Regions from separate parts of the Sus scrofa genome. Here all the other regions are linked to region 1. Evidence: chromatin contacts called from public Hi-C and HiChIP or PLAC-seq data. All regions are on one chromosome and are shown on one strand. Each heading gives the region's core, a stretch centred on a gene start, on an enhancer-like site or on the middle of the called end of the contact. The rest is flanking DNA. Distances are from core to core; before and after follow the strand shown. Region 1 holds the start of PSMA3 (proteasome subunit alpha type-3). Region 2 holds the start of GPR135 (probable G-protein coupled receptor 135). Region 3 holds the start of PPM1A (protein phosphatase 1A).

Region 1 (2,804 bases), core at 141-2,640:
TTCTTGCAATTGCAAACTCTGGTTTATTCTGACTATTTTATAACTTGGCAGAATGTAACTGGTAAGTGAATTTGTATTTATCTGCATTTTCAACACATTTATTAAGCACCTACCATGTGTAAAAGCACTGTTATGTATTCTAATAAGTGGAAGTATAAAACAGACTATGATAATCTCAAAAGTTTTATCACCTTTTAAGAATGATATGTGTAAATTACACAGCAATTTTATATGCACTATTTCCAAAAGTAAAGTAATTAAAATAAATGCATTCATACTCATACTTTTTAAATCCGCTAATGAATCAGGCACTAGTCAAGATCCTCAGGCCACACAATTCAATGCATTCTTCTGAGTTACAAGATAAATCAACAATCCAGCCCCCAAGTAAGCAGTTAAACTAACAAGTTCAGAAAGAGCTTCAAATTCTTAATTATTAGTGAATAGACAAAGACCATTAGGCACTCAAATCCTGTTAAAAGTTTAACTGGCTCCCTAAACAAGTTTGGACTGCTTATAATCTACTTTCAGGGTGAACTCTTTTTAACTTCCCTCCGCACTTTCTTGGCCCACAATGGTCTAACTCAGGATCTCGCATGAAAAATTGCAACCAGAATATTTCAGTGAGGATTAGGCAAATTAAACGCTAGTCTTCCAAGAATATCCAAATCCTTTCTTCTATCTATTTGTTTAAGAATAAGAACTAACTTTAATTATGGTGCTTAATTAGCAGGAAGAAGCAATTGAATTTCCTCTTTCTCCTTTACTTTCTAATCCAATTTTTCAGCAAGCCCTACATATCTAAAATCCATCCACATATTTCCACCTCCACTGCCACCACTCTACACACTCTCCATTATGGCTTGACCACAGGACTGCAATAGCTTTCCAACTATTCTCTGTGCTTCTATCCTTCCTTGTATTCATCACTCCTCACACAGAGGCAAGAGAGATCATTTAATAACTAAATTAGATCTATCAGTCTGCTTAAAAACCTACTGATAACCTTACAGAAGAAAGCCAGTAACTGTGGAAGGAATGATGGAATTAGAAAATCACCATTTGGCAACCATTATCATAATAATTGATTCAAATAAGAATCACAGGATACTATAACTAGCGGGTGTAAGATTGAGGAGTAGCAGGATATTTACATAGCCTCAAGGTATTTCTTCACAAGGTATTCATTAACTACAAAGAGCAAGATAGAAACTATAGTGGAGAAATCTTAAGTGATCAAAGTTAACATCATCAATAAGGACACAAATGACAGCATGTGCCTCCTAATAGAAATACAAGGTTACTTCTGTGGTATTCCTGACAAAAATGCATCACCTGAATCTAATCATGCAAAAAAAGTCATACAAACCTGAACTTTGGAATACCCTGCAAAGGAAATGGCTTGTATTTTTCAAAAGTGTTAATGCCATGAAACATAAAGAAACATTAAATTATTTTCCAGATTAAAGGAGACTAGAGACATGACAACTGCATGCAGTGTGTTATCTTGTATTTTCTTTTGCTATGAAGAGCATTATTGAGAGATTTGCCAAAATCTAAATAAAGCCTGTAGATTAGAAAAAAGCATTATACATTTTCTGATTTTCATAGTTGTACTGTGGGCATGTAAAATAATGTTCTTTTTTGGGGAAATACACACAGAAGTATTTAGCAGTTAAAAATGCTGATGGTTTTCCATTTAAAATCGGAGATTAAAATCCAAACCACTACAAGATCTGACCCCGTGTCCACCTCTCTGATTTCACTTCCTGTCACTCTCACCACTTAATCACTATGACAGGCCATACTGACCCGACAGTTCCGACAGCCTTGGAACTGGAATTATACTCCCATAACAATCCCAAGTTTCAGTTTAAATATCCCCCTTTTACAAAGTAATTCCCTAATAAATAGGTCTAAAGTTCAAACTTCCATTGTCTCTTTTTTACCACGTGGTGCAACTATTTTGCCTATTTACTCTTTGTTGTCTATTTCCTCCCACTAAATGTAAACTCATTAAGAGGGGAGGTCATGTCTTCTTTACCGTTTAAAGAATTTTTTATTATAGTTTATGTACAAATTCTTAAGTCTTATCAGCAGTGTTTAACTGAATACTGAGTTAAAATAATCTTCAGTCTTATTCTTAATTCTATTAAGTAGTTATATGAAAAAGTACTAATTCTTCTGTAAAACTCCGATCTGAGCTCAAAGCTGATACCCTTAGAGTCCATCTTCCTTCCTGCTTGTGAGGAGGGGTGGATAAAGGGGACGCCATCAAGATAACTGGGTTACAATCAGGACGTCAAGCGTGGAGACGCCTCCTCTACCATTTCCTTTGGCCTTTGGAAGAGTATAAGAACATCTCTCCACTTTGCTTTAAGAAAGAATAGGGAAGAAAAAGCGAAGGAGAAGAGATAACTCCTAGGAAACAGACTGGAGCAGCTTTTCAAGCAATTGGAAGACTCAAAGTCCCCCGACAACCCTCCGGAGAGAAACCGAAGAGGAAGGAATCAGTCCTGCTTAACCCGACCTCCGCTGCTTCTGCACAGGCGCGTTGCCCGCTACGCGCATTCCCCACCCCCTTTCCCCACAATTCTCTGTTCTGTGGGTAAGGATCCAGGAACAAGCCACAGAGAGGAAAACTATTGGTTGGAAGAACAGCCAATGAGAGAGCCTGTTACTAGTCTGCGTACTGAGGTGTGAGGGGTTCGCTTTGGGCCTGAAGCCTTAGGCGGCCTGGTGGTTTTAGCACGATGAGCTCAATCGGCACCGGGGTAAGTTCGTTGTTTCTCGGCGTGATAGTC
Region 2 (2,963 bases), core at 78-2,577, 1.2 Mb after region 1:
CACGTTCCTAGTCCGGTAGCCCTCCTCACGACTGCGCCCCAGGAGCATCGAAATGTTAGGGTTGCGAACGGCATAGATGACTGGGTTAATGGCCCCATTGGCCCAGGTCAGCCAGACGGCCACCACGTTGAGGAACGAGGGGGCCTGCGTGGCCTGGGCCTGCCGAGCGGCGGCCAGCAGCACCAGGAAGCAGTAGGGCCCCCAGCAACCGATGACGAAGACAATCATGATGAGCACGGTGGTGGCCGTGCGCACGTCGCTGAAGAAGCGCAACACGCGGGCGTAGGTGGTCAGCGGCCGCACGCGCACATCCCACAGGCGCACGGTCCTGCAGATGTGGTAGTGGCAGAAGCACATGAGCAGGCAGGGCAACAGGTAGCAGGCCACCACCAGCCCCACGCTGTAGGCCGCGCCCAGCTGCGCGGGGTCCGGGGACGCCCGGTACAGGCAGCCATGGAAGCTCTGCGCGGCCGGGGGCTCTAGAGGCCCGAGGAAAAGCTCCCAGGGCAGGGAGAAGCCCAGGGCCGCCAGCCAGGCTCCCGCAAGCAGCTGCAGCGCGCGGCGGCGCCCGATCTTGTCTCGCGGTGGCCGCACGATGGCGCAGTAGCGGTCCAGCGAGATGAGGGCAACGCTTAGCGTGGACACGATGCCGAAGCACGAGCTGAAAAAGCGGCTGGCTGTGCAGAAGCCGTGCCAGGGCCGGGAGGCGGCAGCAGTGGGCGCCGGGCCCCCGGGCGGCGTGAAAAGATCCAGGAAGGCGGCAGGCAGGCAGAGCAGCGCTGTTAGTAGATCCGACAGGGACAGGGACAGGATGAAGGCGTTTGTGACAGTGCGGAGCTGCCGGTGCTTCACGATCACCCCCATCACCGCGCAGTTGCCCAGGCTAGACAGCAGGAAGATGAGCAGGAGGACAAGCGCCTGGGCCGCCATCGCCGCCCCCTGCGACAGCGGCGGCGCCGCCTCGGTGTCCAGTGGCAGCCTCCCCACCGCCCCCGCCGCCCCGCGCCCGCCGAGGCCGCCGCCTGCCCAGGAGCCAGTACTGTCGCCCCCGCCCCCGACGCTCTGGTTCCCCAGCGCCGCGGCCGCCGCAGTGCTGAAGGAGAGCAAGGCCGCCGCCGTCGCCGCGGAGGAAGTCCCTCCAGGCCTGCCGGCCACGGAGAGGGCGCCGGGGCGTGGGCTGCCCGACAAGGCCGTGGTCACTAGCGGGCGGACCGGCGGCGGCGACGGCTCCTCCATGGGGTCCCGCGGCTGCCGCGGGTCTAATCATCCCGCACCAGGGCAGGCGGCCACCAGCCCGAGGTGGGTGGGGGCTGGGGCCAGAGACCTCTGCCGGGAGTCGCGCTGGCCGGAGGGGTGGCGGTCGCCCGGGACCTAGTGAAGCCTTTGACATGCGTTCCAGGCGTTGCCCAGGGAACCGCGTGTTTACGCAGGAGCGCGGGGCGGGCCGCCGGCCAGCGGAGTACTCCCCGAAAAGCCGCTCCAGGACATCACCTGTCCTGGAGGTGGGGAGCTAGGGAGCTGGGGAGCCAGGGAGCTGGGGAGCCAGGGAGCCAGGGAGCTGGGCTTCCAAGTGCTACGTCGACCTCCTCAGGGACCCTGCCCGGCTAGATGAAGCGGGACTGGCCCTCATACAGATGACCAAATTCAACAAGGGTTCACTCTCAACCTCCCTTGTTGGATACAGATGTCCTAGGGGAAGGCCCAGGGAGGGGGTGTGTGTGCTTTTCGTAGAATCTTAAGTGGAAAACAATCCAAATCCGGAGACATTAAACTTGGTGGGGGGGCAGAAAATTTAAACAAAGTGTTCTCAAACTTTAGCATGCAACAGAATCACCAAGAGGGCTTGTTAAAACCTAAGTGGCTGGGCCCAACCCCAGAGGTTCAGAATCACTAGGTCTGGGGTCCTGGCCGAGAAATTGGCTTTCTAACAAGCTGCTGGTGGTAATGATGCTGGTCCAAGGACCACACTTTGAGAACATATAGTGGGCTTATTCAAATGGATATTGACTGGCTGACTCCCAGAATTACCAAGGGTGGGCCCGAGAATCTAAACCCCTTAGGTGATTCTGATACTAGTGCTCTGGGGAGCTAGGATATGGATATTGGAGGTAGGATGTCACATTGTTTTCAAGGACCGGGACCTCAGACCCATAACTGGCTCCCACATGTAGGGGGAGAGGGGAGTGTGACTGTCTCCTTGCCCTACTTGCATCCTTCATAAATTCTCTGGAACAAGGTATGTTTTGAGTCTAAGATGCTGCCAGTCAGGTGGTTACCACGCATGCAGCTTCAGGTATCTGGTGGGAGATACAGCAAAAGGAGGGGCCTGCGTGCTCTGGGGAAGTTGCATCTCAAGTTTTTGGGGCATGGTCTCTAATGGGGGAAAGTGTGATAAACCCTTGGGTTCTCTAAAGCAGTGGTTTGCAAAGTGTGGACCCTGGACCAGCAGCATCAACAGGACCTGGGAGGTTGTAAGAAAGGCAGATTCTCAGGCTCCACCCCAAATCTACTGAAGCTCTGGGGGTGGAGCCTAGTCACATGACCTGCAAGTGCTCCCGATGCACTTCCAGAAACAATGATCTAAAAAAAAATGAGGAGTTCCAGTGGTGGCTCAGTGGTTAACGAATCCGACTAGGAACCATGAGGGCATGGGTGTGATCCCTGGCCTCTCTCAGTGGGTTAAGGATCCTGCGTTGCTGTGGCTGGCAGCAACAGCTCCGATTAGACCCCTAGCCTGGGAATCTTCATATGCCTCGGGTGTGGCCCTAGAAAAGACAGAAATAAATAAATAAATAAAAATTAATTAATTAATTTAAAAAATAACTAGTATAGTATACTGTTGCAGATCTTAGAATCAATCATATTAATGTTTGGGGTACTTCTTTCAGTGAGGAAAAATATCCTACTGGAAACTAATAAATAAAAATTCATTTTAGGTGGTTAACTAGGACAGGGCTTCTCAG
Region 3 (2,952 bases), core at 191-2,690, 1.9 Mb after region 1:
AACTCCTGGTTGCTCTTTTTAAAGTACCTGCCTCCTATAATGAAGTATTTTGTTTTTCTTTATGTATATGTAGCACAGCATCTTTCTTCTTCTTCTTTTTTTTTTTTTTTTTTTTTTGGCAGTGCCCACAGGCATGTAGGAGTTCCTGGGCCAAGGATTAAAACCGTGCCACAGCAGTGACAACACCCGATCCTTAACCCCTAGGCCACCAGGGAACTCCCAAGAGCATCTTTTTTAAACACTGATTTTTCTTTTAAACTTCTGTGCCTGGAAATGTGGTATAAGTCAAATCCCTGAGCAGGTTAAACCTCTGACAAGAGAGGGAAAGCATCCCAGCCAATGGGAAACCCTGCTGGTGATGTACTGCTCTCCAGTTCTGATTCATTGGCCGCCTAGGGTTTGTCATTGTATCCCTGGCGTCTGCAAACGGCGTGGGTCGGGTTGTCTGCAGTCTAGCTAGCTAAACTGGATTCTGGCCACCTGCACGTGCAACTGGGTTTAACAGATCTCTAAATTTTCATAGCAGCAGCTGCCACATTTTTGATAATCCTCCAGATTTTGAAAAATCCTTCGTTCCTTTAACCTCACTGGAGGTGGTTGGATGTCCCCTGTGACAGAATCACGTGACTGTCTAATAAGTGCAAATAAATACAATGTGGAACCCCACGAGCTACAGACGAAAAACCACCAGAAACTCAGAGCATGTGCCTTGTGCGTGTATCAGGGGCACTCGCGTGTGGGTGGGTGGTAGTAGGGTGAGAGTGTTGCTGCCCTTTGGGACCCGAGATGTGTGGCTAGAGCACCTGCGTAGGTCTCCCGAGGTCGCTGGGGCAAGGATGGCTCCGGAAGTGTGGAGGCTTGAGGGAGAGGGATCTGGCGGTGGCCTGACAACAAGCATGCCTTAGAGCCGCAGCAGCTAGGCCGCGATCAGGCCGCAACTGTAAGGGAGAGAAGTCGACAGCACAAGGTCGGTCCTCGGCCTCTGTAGACTGCGTCTTCCCCGGGAATGGGGTATCTATCTGCAGACAGACGGTAGCCCAGCGAAAGGAGGCGCGGACGCCCTAGGGGGGATGCCGAGTCCGGGCTCGGAGAGTATCCCCATTCCTGAGGCTCATACAGTCACACCTCTGTCCAGTCCCCAGGGCCAGGGCAGGAAGCCCCATGTCCCGGTTCCGTTCCGGGATTCGGACGCTCGTTTGTGGCTCTGCCTAGGGGCCGGGCGGCGAGGCCACTGCTACGAGAGAAGCTGGGTAGGGCAGTGACATCACCTGCACCCCTCCCCCGTTAGCCAGCGCGCGCTGCAGTTCCTGCCCAACGACATCCGGGTCTCTCCAGCTGCTCCGCCGCGCCGCAGCTGTAGGGGCCTCTGAGCCCACGGGGCGGAGCGTGGCAGGCGGAGGCGTGGGGGAGGGGTAGTACGGCACCGTCGTGAGCGCGCCTGCGCGGGGACGCGCTGGAGGCGGCGGCGGCGGCGGCGGCGCTAGGGGCGGGAGCGCGCGCGGGAGCGAGGGAGCTGTGGTCTCCGCACTGGCCCGGCCCGCAGCTTCGGGTGCTCCGGCAGCGGCAGCTCGGCAGCCGGTGGTTGGGGAGGGGGGTGGGGGGGCGCTAAGGCAGGTGGGGTGCGTAAGCGATGAATCTTCGGCTCTTCCTCCTCCTCCTCCGGGACCCGCTCTCCGCCTCCCGCTCCAACGCCCGGATGATCTGAGCCGCGAGGGCGCCGAGAGCCGGGGGCCCGGACGCAGCCCGGCTCCTCCCCTCCTCCGCCCCCTCCCCGGCCTGACCTGGCCGGCCGCCGCCGCGGTGACCCCCTTCCCGCCCCCTCCCCGGCCGCCGCAGCCTCGGCCGACCAGGGACCTGCCTGCCCGCGGCTGCTCCGGGTAAGCGCGACGCTGGGGCCGAGGGCGGGCGGGCGGCGCGGGCCTGCGCGGCAGCGGCCAGGCCTAAAGCCTGGGGCCTGTAAACAAGCCGGGCGTCTGCCCGGGCGCTCCCGGGAGGAGACGCGACAACTCCACCCCCTGGCCCGGCCTCCTCCCCCGAGCCGGGCGGCGGACTACGAGGGGTTAACGTTCTGCGAGGGCGGTGGCGGGCAGGCGGGGGCGGGGTGTTTGTGGCGGCTGCGCGGGGAGGGGGCGCGACCCTCCGGGTGCAGATGCCGGGCGGGGTGTTTGCGGCCGCTCGGCCGGGTAGGGCCGTCGGCGGGCCAGGCCTGCCCCGACCGGAGATGAACCCGCGGAACTTTCCCTGAGCGGGGAGGGGGCGTACGGCGCCCCCAACCGCCCGGCCACCCCGGGCTCCAGCCCCTGGAGGGAGGCCGCGAGAAAGAAGAGGAGAAGCTTCCTTTGGACCGGACTTGGCCTTGAAACACCAAATTCTGGAGAGTTTTTGCTTCAGGTTTTATAGAGGGTAGAGCTTAGAGTGAGGCTTTTTTAGAACTCAAGTCAGTGATACCTCCAATTCATTCATTCCTAAAGCATTGAACAAATTCATTGAAGTAAATGGTACTGATTTCTTTTCGTCTTTTAAACCGTGTTAATTGTGTGAGTAAAAGTTCTTGATGCTAGAGTTTGGTCGAGGTATGATACTTTTCTGCTTGTAGATTTTTAATATTTTCTTGAAAGACTGCTGGCTCTGGAGGGCCTCTACCAACAGCGGTTTTAGATATGTTTTGAAAATTTCATCGCTTGAGGTATTTCTTTTTTTTTCCTCAAGCACCGCATGGTACTTAAAAATTTACAAAGGTCGTACTTAAGTTGTCCAAGCCAAGAAAGCTATTCGCCCTGTCCACCCCAACCCTAAATTTCCTGCTGATTGGTGTAATGAGCCGAATGCATTTTAAGTGAAGTGATTGGAAGAGTATGGGCAATGTAAAAAAATCTATGTTATTATTTTCTCAAAGTAAATGATTTTGACATTATTGAAGAAAATTAGAAATTTAAAAATATTTTGAGGAAA

Evidence for each region. Hi-C and Micro-C count contacts between places; a contact is called where the count stands out from the background. HiChIP or PLAC-seq counts read pairs in DNA pulled down with a chosen protein or histone mark.
Region 2: a contact with region 1 is called in an H3K27ac HiChIP or PLAC-seq map of skeletal muscle, with 6 times the contacts expected there. The contact joins the promoter of GPR135 here to the promoter of PSMA3 in region 1. A contact is called at or near these places in 1 of 5 promoter capture datasets (fetal skeletal muscle) and 2 of 2 datasets of contacts at active chromatin or transcription factors (alveolar macrophages and skeletal muscle).
Region 3: a contact with region 1 is called in a Hi-C map of liver, with 12 times the contacts expected there. The contact joins the promoter of PPM1A here to the promoter of PSMA3 in region 1. A contact is called at or near these places in 2 of 47 Hi-C or Micro-C datasets (heart right ventricle and liver).

Annotation. Positions count from the first base shown.
Region 1 is chr1:187,340,841-187,343,644 of Sscrofa11.1, forward strand. It overlaps PSMA3 (proteasome subunit alpha type-3), which reads left to right and starts at 1,391. Exons shown (of 11, transcript XM_001927990.5): 1 at 1,391-2,774. The coding sequence starts at 2,754.
Region 2 is chr1:188,581,199-188,584,161 of Sscrofa11.1, forward strand. GPR135 (probable G-protein coupled receptor 135) reads right to left here and starts at 1,328. Exons shown (of 1, transcript XM_021102702.1): 1 at 1-1,328. The coding sequence starts at 1,236.
Region 3 is chr1:189,247,534-189,250,485 of Sscrofa11.1, forward strand. It overlaps PPM1A (protein phosphatase 1A), which reads left to right and starts at 1,441. Exons shown (of 6, transcript XM_021062341.1): 1 at 1,441-1,877. It overlaps LOC110259569 (basic proline-rich protein-like), which reads right to left. Exons shown (of 5, transcript XM_021085056.1): 2 at 1,955-2,371; 3 at 1,269-1,920; 4 at 804-938.